2 separate regions of the Sus scrofa genome follow, and region 1 is linked to region 2. A link is a contact called in public Hi-C data. All regions are on one chromosome and are shown on one strand. The core of a region is the stretch at or near the end of the contact, and the rest is flanking DNA. Distances in the headings are between cores, read along the strand shown. Region 1 overlaps COL18A1 (collagen alpha-1(XVIII) chain). Region 2 overlaps FAM207A (protein FAM207A).

The links. A called contact is a pair of places that touch in the nucleus more often than the background predicts.
Region 1: a contact with region 2 is called in a Hi-C map of embryonic fibroblasts, with 5 times the contacts expected there. The contact joins two enhancer-like sites. A contact is called at or near these places in 10 of 47 Hi-C or Micro-C datasets (alveolar macrophages, embryonic fibroblasts, fetal heart ventricle and 6 more).

What each region holds. Positions count from the first base shown.
Region 1 is chr13:207,923,427-207,928,098 of Sscrofa11.1, forward strand. The region is part of intron 2 of COL18A1 (collagen alpha-1(XVIII) chain); the gene reads left to right. Among named protein-coding and RNA genes, the nearest start is that of COL18A1, 18 kb to the left of the region's middle. Within about 2 kb of position 1,690, at least 20 of the 83 cell types and tissues checked have an H3K27ac peak or open chromatin away from gene starts, as enhancers often do.
Region 2 is chr13:207,573,966-207,578,497 of Sscrofa11.1, forward strand. It overlaps FAM207A (protein FAM207A), which reads left to right. Exons shown (of 6, transcript XM_013990227.2): 3 at 4,445-4,513. Among named protein-coding and RNA genes, the nearest start is that of FAM207A, 15 kb to the left of the region's middle. Within about 2 kb of position 2,441, at least 17 of the 83 cell types and tissues checked have an H3K27ac peak or open chromatin away from gene starts, as enhancers often do.

The sequences.
Region 1 (4,672 bases), core at 440-2,939, 350 kb after region 2:
CCACATAGCCTGAATCTAACCATTTTAAAGGAGGGTTCGGTGACAGTACACCTGCCACGGGATGCCACCATCAGGACGTCGGACGTTCCGCCTGGGAACGACTCCCCGCGGGCGTCGCTCCCCCGCACCCGCCCGGCTCCCACTCAGCTGCTTCCTGCCTCTGGGCTCACCGGCTCGGATGTTTGGGCGGATAGACGCCGCGGTGTGTGTCCCGTGGTCTGGCTTCTCTCACCGACTTCATGTTTTCCAGGCTCAGCCACGAAGTTGAGTGTCTGTGCTTCCTGGCTTATTTCAATGGCTTCCTGATGCTCCGGGGAGGTCCTTTCGCTTGGAAGAGACATTCTCTCTGAAGCCGCGCCGTCTCTGGACTCGGGCTGTGGCTTTCCCTAAACGTGGTCCCCCGTCGTATCCCAAGGTCCTCGTCGTCGGAGTCCTGCGGGAAGGGGTGTGACCAGCATCCCGGGCAGCGGCCTGTCTGCTGACCCTCGGCCGGAATGGAGGGCGCTGCTCTCTGCTCACGCCGCACTCGGGGGAAGGATGGTGGCTGTGCGGGACGAAGGCAGAGCGGGCTGGCAGGAGGCTCCTGGCATGCGGGGCCGGCCCGGGGGTCTGTTCGTTCACGGCGCCCCCCGTCCACTCGTTTGTGCAGCCTCTGCGCCCACAGCAGACTCTGCGGGCTGGAGCTGCCTCCGGGGAGGCTCCTCTTCTCCCCTCCTGTCCCCGGATGGGCTGGAGCACCTTCCTCTGCTTTAGGCTCTGAGCCGAGGACCTGGCCCCGAGCGGTCCCCCAGGATCCTCCGCCTGGTGAGGCGGCCGAGGACAGGGGCAGGTGCATCGCAGAGCCCCACCCACGGCATCTGTCCAGCCTGATGCACTGCTGGGTGTCTCTACCCACTGGCCTGGTTCCCCCATCCGCAGTCTTTTGTGAGCCGTGTCACCACGGCTTTGTGGCCTCTGCTGCTGGTGCCCCCTCCCCTTCTCCCAGGGCCTGGCCCCGGGAGGCTGCCTGTGACCCCCCCCCGACAGCCACCCCCCGTCCCCTCCCTGATCCTAAAGAGGGCCCTGCCACCCTGCTTGTCGCGTCCAGGCAGCTGCCACGTGCAGGGAGCACTGTGGCCATGAAGCGGGGTATGGGCTAGAGTTCTGAGCAGGTGGAACTCTGGTCTCTCTGCTCCCCCTCAGGGCAGGCAGCCACCTGCCTGGGTGCTGGGGAGGGGCACTGGGGCCTGTGCCAGGTGCAGAAGGGGCAGGCCGGGGCGCTCCTGGTGACCCCGGGTCCGGTTACAAAGGCAGATGGAGACAGTGGGTGGGTGGCTGCCTGCGCGGCTGGAAGCCCAGGAATGCGGAGACGCGGTCCTGGCCTCAGGTCTCGTGCTCTGGCGGGTGAATTTGCTTTTACTTCTAGGCAGAGACCACATGGGGAGAACTTTTATGGCCTCAGGCAGAGGCCCCAGCCCGGCCCTTTCGACGAGGCGGCAGGTCAGCGGACACTGGCTGGCTCTGGAAGCCGGGGTCACGAGGCTCTGCCGCCCGGTCACCCACCCAGTGGGTCAGCCGGGCGGCATGGGGACCAAGGCAGGGATCAGAGGAACAGACGGGACCGAGTGGACCCGCAGGGACCCGGGGACTGTCAGGCACTGTCATTTGTCTTCCAGGTGATTTATTTGCAAAGCTGGGGCCTGACACCCCAGAGGGAGGTCACATTCCATTCGCAGCAGCTTATCTGGGCTGTCAGGCAGCCTGGGAGGGGGGCCTGAGACAGAGCAGAGCTCTTGCTGGGGCCCAGGGCTGGGGGCGTTCACAGCCCCCCCAGCGCCTGCTGCACACATGCAGCGACCCATTCTGCCGTGGCCTGGGGGCGGGGAGGGACCCACTGCGCCGTGGAGGCCAGGTGGGGATGGCACGGGTGCGGGAGGAGGCCCATTCTGATGGGGGTTCCCAGGCTGGCCATGTTCTCAGGGCCCCAGGAGTTGGCTGGGCACCTGGCTGAAGCCGACAGGATTCTCGCCGAGATCCCCACGGGGTCCCCGGCTGCCCCTGAGCTTCAGTGTCTGTTACTAGAGACTCTTTCGGACCCTGGCCCAGGACTAGGGCAGCGCCTGCAGGGCCAGGGCTGGGGTGGACTTTGGAGGAAGGGGAGGGGAGAGCCGCCCACGTGGGGCCCGGCTGGCCCTGTGGGGCCCGGCAGGAGGCACGGACAGAGGCCTTGGGGACCCACCGGTCCCGGCACGTTGCTCTCAGGGTCGAGTGGAACAAAGGCTACCAAGGGCCCAGGGGCCTGCTCTGCTTCTCGCCCTGGCCCGGGGGACACGACCACAGGGATGTCCTGCGGGGCTGGAGCCCCAGGGACGGGCAGGCAGGCTGGCGCCAGGACTCTGGGGAGGCCCCTCTTATGAGCCTGGCCGAGAGCTGCCTGCCTGAGGGCTCCCTAGGTGGGCTCTCCCAGGGGGGCTCCCCCAGGGTCCGCTGCAGCCGCCTCCAGGCTCCTGGGCTGCATCCTTCCCCACGGGCCCCGGAGCAGGTCGCCTGTGACCACCCCCCCACGCCCGGGCTCCGTGCTGAGAGGTGTGAGGACGTGATGCAGGGCCGGCTCAGGTGCCCCCCGCCCACGGATGCAGTGTCGCCCTCCCACCGCTCTGTGGGTGGAAACTGCACAGGCTGGCCTGGCCCCTCGGCCCCCGCCCCACCTCCAGAGCGGAGTCCGATGTGCAGTGATGGGCTCCCAAGAAGCCCCCGCGGGCCCGGCCCCCTCCCGCAACGACCGCATGAGAAAAGGCCAGAAGGTTCTAGAGAAAAACAGCAGCGAGCACAGATGTTAATCCTCTTTGAAACTTGACTGAACAGTTTAGCCAAAGAAAATAACAGCAGTTTCGTTTTGAAAGGGGTCACAGACTCTTTGATTTCTTCTGACCTTCCGGGGCTCGGAGCAGAACGTGGAGACAGACGCAGGCTGCGCTTGTCCCATGTCAGTAGGAAGCGCGGCTGAGGGGACGGGGGCGCGGTGTTCCATCTTTCGAATGAGGGAAAAGCCCTGTCTTTTGTAGGTACGTTCTGAACGGACTTTCAAATAACGAGGCGCCTCCCTCCCGCCAGGTGTGCCCGGGGGGCCGTGTGCTTCCCAAGGGAGCTGGGAGCTCAGCGGGAGCCCCGGGCAGTGGGGGCCCCGGGCAGCGGCTGGGCTGCTTCCGGAGGTGTTGGCGGGGGCGCTCAGAGGGCCCGGAACCCCCAGGCCTCTGCAGGCGACCGGGCTGGATGCAGGCTTATCCCACAGACCTGGTCCCAGGCTGTACCCCCGGGAGAGGCCTGTCGGGGAGAGCAGGTTTGCGGTAACTTTGGGGGACCCCACCAGGTCCCATTCTCTGGATGTGTCCTTGTGTTGGTGACCAGCCCTGGACCCGCTCTGTGACTCAGTTTCTCTCACACCTGGGCGGCGGGGAAGGGGGCGTGCGGGGGTGGGCCTGAGGAGGCTGTTGTGGGGGCGCTGGGGGGGGCCGCTGAGGGACAGGGGCCGGCCTCGCCAGGGACCCTGGGGGGCGTGGCAGCCTTTCTGCTCTTTGACCCCGGCCTTGGGGAGCAGGACGCAGGAACCCCCTTGCAGGCACAGGTGTGGGCGCTCCGGGAACCACTGCTCTCAGCTCCGAGACCAGGGCTTCTCCCGTCTGACGGGCCAGGGGTGAGGATGTGTCTGCCCTGAGACAGGCCCAGAGGAGGGGGAGGCGGGTTGGCGGCCCGGCCCTTCTGCCTCGGCCCTTCCCACCCCACACCTTGTGTCTGAGGGGCAGGCTGGCAGCTGGGATGGCGATCGGGGCTCCGCCTCATCCTGCCCAGAGGTCCTGGAGGGTCCTGGCCTCTGGACCCCAGCAGGCCGCCCATCTCTGGGCAGCGCTGGCCTTGCCCTGGTGTGGGCCGTCCTGACCTTGACCTGTGTGGGCTGACCCCGGGGCCTTTGAGCAGCCGTCTAGACAGATGGAGGCTGTGCTGGTCTGTGGGACACGGACAGGCTGCAGGTTAAGGTCCTGTCGGGTGGGGTGGGGTGAGTCGGGCAGGCAGGGTCCAGCCCCAGAGGTTTTCTGGGGACACGCGGGGCGTCGGGGTGCTCGGGGCAGCCCGGATGGTGTGGGGCCCTTGAAGAAGCACCCCCGAGGGAGAAGCCTCTGTAGTCAGGCCTGCGGGCCCCGTGCTGGCTGTCACCTCTTTGGTGACACTGCTTTTACCTTGGGCCACACGGTGAGGACCTGGTTTGAGAAGTGACCTCTTGGGCAGGGGCCCCGGGGGACACGGGCGGTGCCCCTGGTCCTCGGCGGGATGTGGCGGGGAGGCCGCCGCCAGCGGGGGGCGTGGGAGCCGCGAGGCAGGTGCACGAGGAGGCTGTGCCCCCGCCCCAGCCGCTCACCGTGAATCGGAGCTCACCTTCCCACCTGCCGCCGACCCCGTTCCCAGGGTTCAGAGCTTCATGGAACAGCCATTCTCAACTTTTATCTGGAACAAGAAGGGCTGTTAATTAGGGACAAGGTGGCCTTTGTTGGTTCAGGCTGGGCCAAGGCCCAGGCCGCAGCCCGGAAGTGGCCGTTTAGAGTTGACCGTGTGTCCCCGAGTGCCTGTCCCCAGCCGCTGTGGGCCGAGGACTGTCGCCTCCCCCCTCCCAGGTTTGGGCCGGTCCAGCTGCCCGGGT
Region 2 (4,532 bases), core at 1,191-3,690:
ACCCTTCTTTGTGCCTTGAAAACCTGTAGGGCAGGAAGTGGGAGCACGGCAGCCCCCACCTCCTCGGTCCTGAGCTGGGGTGGCCGTCACCTCGCTCTTCTGTGGCGGTCCCTGATGGCAGCGCCCTGGCGAACGCCCGTGGATCTGGGAACCTGTCCTCGTGGGGTCCCTCCGTGTGCAGCGGGCTGAACTCAGTTACCCTCTGCCTTCAGACTGAGCCGGAGGGGCTTTAGCAAATCCCAGGCCACCCAGAGAGCATGGCCCCCCAGAAGGACGTCAGATCTGGGTGTCATGGCCTGAAAACCAGGGGAGAGCGGGGAGGAAGGAAGGGTTTGCGTCCTTTGCGAGATGGTCCGGCGGCTGTGGCCACGCGGTAGAAGGTGCAGCTGAGGACAACGTGTGTGCTGCCCACGGGTCCTTGAGACCACGGTGCACGGGCCACGCGGGGAGGCACTTGGGTGGTCGGGAGGCAGAGGACAGGGGTGGACCAGCCCCCGAAAGGCAGTCCCTCCACCAGAAAAGCTTTTTTTTGGATGTCAAAATGTCGTACTGTAGAGAAATTAGAGTCTTAGCAGGAGGAGAGGCCTGGGCTGGGAGCCCTGCTGGTCTAGGAGCAGGTCTGGCTCCAGTTCTGGTTCCAGCAGGACCTCCGCGCTCCCCCCACCCCCCAGCAGAGCTCGGCCTCGCCCTGAGGGCCTGTGGACTTGGGGAGCTGCACCTGCTCGGGCAGGGAGCCGCCTGTCTGCTCCGCTGCGTCTGCTCCAGGTGGGGGCATGAGGCGACCGGCCGGTCTGGGGCTTGCACCCTGGCTCCTGCGTCCTGCTCTGCGTGAGGTGCCAGCCTGGCAGTTCTGTCGCCAGTTGTGTATTCCTTTGCACTGATGTTGCAGGAAACAAGCCCACTCTGTTCAGATCGGCGCCTGGGGTGTCAGCCAGGACCCGGTGCAGTGCTCCGTCTATGCCTGGGCTGGGCAGTCCCGGCCTTGGCCTCAAGCACAGTCGGGGGTGGAGCGGGCCTGGTTACGGACGCAGGACAGGACCGGAGGAGGGTGGAAGCGGGTGCTCAGGGGCCTCTGGGCGAAGAGGTTGGGGAAGGGCTGCTGGTGAGCAGACCGGCCTGGTCTCAGGGCCGCAGTGGAGACTTTGCTCTGGGGACACCTGCCGCCTTCCTCTCGGGGACTGTGCTCCTCTAGGCCCCCCTCCCCGACCCAAGCAGAGCTCTGGGCTGTGACACGTGCCCCGCCCCGTGTCCCTGCGGCCTGAGCTTCCCCCTGCTGGCAGACCGCCGCGGTTGCCTCTCAATCAGGTGTCGCAGGCAGGCGCTCGGCAGGGGGCAGCAGAGCCGCGTCGCCCAGCCATGCCGACTGTGCTCACAGGCTGGGAGCGCCTCGCCGCGGGGCCTGAGCGCCTTGGCCTCCTGGCCGTGGGGGCAGGCCCCGGGGAGGGTGCCCACGCCTCCAGGGCCTCCTCTCTAGCAGGGCCTGAGCTCTGTGTGCTTGACCAGAGGACTGGAAGACGTGGACCTCTGCTCTGGGCCCGACGCGGGTGGCATGTGGCCCTGCCGTCCTGGAGGGCAGGAAGGGGCCCCACTGCGGGCGGCTGGGCCCTCGGGGGGTTCCTCCTTGCAGCCCCTTGATGGGCTCTTGCTGTGGGCCGTGCAGGAGGGTTTGGCTGCAGCCTGGCTGCGTGAGGAGGTGTGTCTGGAACAGCTCACAGCCCCCAGACCTACTGGTGCCCGAGGCATGGTGAGGTCCACCCCTGTGACACTGCCCTGTCACCTCACCCTCAGCAGAGGTCTGTGTGCAAGCTGACCACCTACCCTGCGACCCACCCCTCACCTGGCCTTTTTTTCTTTTTTAATTCTGGCTGCCCTGTGGCCAGCGGCGTCCCTCAGATCCGGCTGCAGTTGTAGCGCTGTACCAGGGATCGAACCTGTGTCCCAGTGCTCCCGAGACGCCGATCCCGTTGTGCCAAAGCAGGAACTCCCCTCGCCTGGCTTTTGAAAATGCTTTGCCGAAACCCCTTGCGGGGCTCGGGGTTTCAAGCTCTGGTTCACCCCGTGGTGAGCCTTCCTCTGCTCCAGATCCCGACGTTTCCGTGTTGGAACCTGAGGTCAGCAACGCGTCCGCACGGGGCCCCTTTCGCAGGAGCCGGGCCGCTGCCCTGGAGTCTGGAGGAGGGGCCTTGCGTTCCAGGCCAGCTGGGTGACCGGGGACCCCCGAGGGGTCATTACAGGGCCCTCCTCTGTGTTTGACATTTCCGTTAGGGCCACCACGGGGCCAGGCCGTCTTCCTTGGGCTGGATCGGGTGCCTCTTTCCACAGCCCCGGGATGTCCAGAGACAGGACGGAGCGCTGCCGCGGGCAGCTGTCCTGCCCTCACTCAGCCGCTGGGGACACAGGCGCTGCACCCCCCACTGTCTCATTTAAGGCTGTAGCTTTGGCATGGTGGAGGGAGGGCTGTGCCAGGTCCTTGAGGGGTTGGGCTTCTGGAATGTCTGGATACTCTCAGGGTGCCTGGCCCAGTGCCTGCTCCGGCTGTGCCCTTAGGGCAGCGTCTGGCTGCCGCCCTGGCCAGAACGACCCCAGGTCTCAGTGGGACTGACGCTGCCCAACCCCCTGGGCCCCAGGATCACGTGCCGGGTCCTTCCCAGGGGGGCCGCTGGGCAGAGGTCCCCAGCAGAGCAGGAGGGTCCTGAACCCCTCCTTGCATGGATGCGGTGCGCTCACGGTTTGCTCTCTGTCCGTGGTGGTGGTCGTAGACTCTCTCACGGTGATAGAAGGTTGCAGGAGGAGGGGCAGCTTCCTGAACCTTTGGGAGCGCGGCCCCAGGCACCCCGCCTTCCCCCGTCTCCTGCCTCCTTGCTCAGCTCACGCCCCAGACAGGTGCCCCCTCCGCCCACCCCGGCCCCAGAGTGGCACCGCGGCCGTCACCTGGTGGGTGGCTTGGCCCCGTGCCCCCCCCCATTCCCCCCGCCACCCCAGCCGCCCGCTGACTCGGCCCGGGGGACACAGTCCCGGCCCTCGGGGTGGCGGGGCGGGGGGGGCGTTCATGTTGAGCGAGGAGGCGAGGCCGCAGCCGGTGGGGTCGGGGCCTTGGGGAAGGGATTAGGCTCCCAGGGGCTCTACCCGAGGTTCCAAGCTGAGATGCCCGCCGAGCAGGGCCCGGTCTCAGTTCCTCCTGGGCCGCCCTGGGTTGGCCGCAGTCACCCGGGAAACCCGTGGGACCTGCACGGAGCGTGTCCTGGGCTGAAGCCGCCTTATCTCCGGGGAAACCGGGGACGGCCAAGCCAGCGGGCAGCCTGAGGCGGACGCAGTCGCCAAGGCCGGCGTCTCCTGCCCGGCGCCCTCCGCCCGTCACGCGGGCACAGCCCCGCCGAGGCCGCCCCACGAGCGCCCCTTCGTCCACGCCCCACCGCCAGCCTGCGCGCCTGCGCAGAGCGGGGGGGACGGGGGGGCTGCGCAGCAGGCCGCCCTGCCCGGGAGGGAGGGTCCGAGGTCACGCCCGCCATGACGCCCTGAGGAAGCGGAGGCCCGGTCGGGAAGGCGCGGGCACCCCTGGGCTGCTCCGGCCCGTCCTTAGAGAAGGGGCGACCCCGCCCGCCTGGCCTGCAGCTGGCACCCCCGCGCCCCCTCGGGTGTCGCCTTGGCTCCATCCCCCGGGGAGGGGGGCAGTGCTGTAGGCGTGGGACGGCCCGTGGGGTCTGCTCGAGCCCGTGGCTCAGCCCCAGGGCGCGGGCGCCTGGCTGGGACACAGCAGTCCTCCCGGGGGCTGTGCCTGTGGGGGAGGCCCCAGCCGGGCCGGGTTTATGGTGGATCTTACACCCAGTGGCTCCAGCACCCCGCTCTGGCAGCGTGGGCCCAGGCCTCTCTCCGGGCTGTGTGAACAGCCGCCCCTGCCCCATGTCCCCCCACGGTCACCCTCCTGCATGTCTGTGTCCTGATCTCCCCGTCTGTCTCCTAAGGACCTCGTCAGACAGAGTCAGGACCCACCCACGACCCCGTTTATCTTGGCCTCTGTCAGGTCCTCCCCAGACCCTGCACGTTGGCAGGTGCTGGTTTGGCGCGTAGCGAAGGGGTGAGGACAGGCTCCTGGGGAGGGGTCACCAGCACGGAAGGCAGGCCCCCGGGGCTGGAGCTCGGGGAGCGGGGCAGGGGCAGCCTAAGTTCTGATGGCAGAGGTGCGAGGACCGGCGGTGGGCGCGATGAGGGGACAGGACACCTGCCACGCTGGCTGGAGAGGGGCCCGCGGCTCCCAGAGGGGGCACTGGGAGAGAAGGGTCCTGCTCGGCTCTCTGGGAGGTGGTCGGGCATGGGGCCACCTCAGCTGCAGGAAGGTCCCCACCGGGGTTCAGGGGCCGGCCCCAATCCTGCCCGGCCCCATTCGTGGGCTCTGGGCTTTGTCCTCGGGAAGGACGCTCGCTCACCCCGTGTTCTCTGTCCCCAGGTGCTGAGGCCAAGGCTGTTCTGCCCAAGAAGGAGAAGCTGAAGCTGAGGCGCGAGAGGTGGCTGCAGAGTAAGTGCTCGGGCTGGCC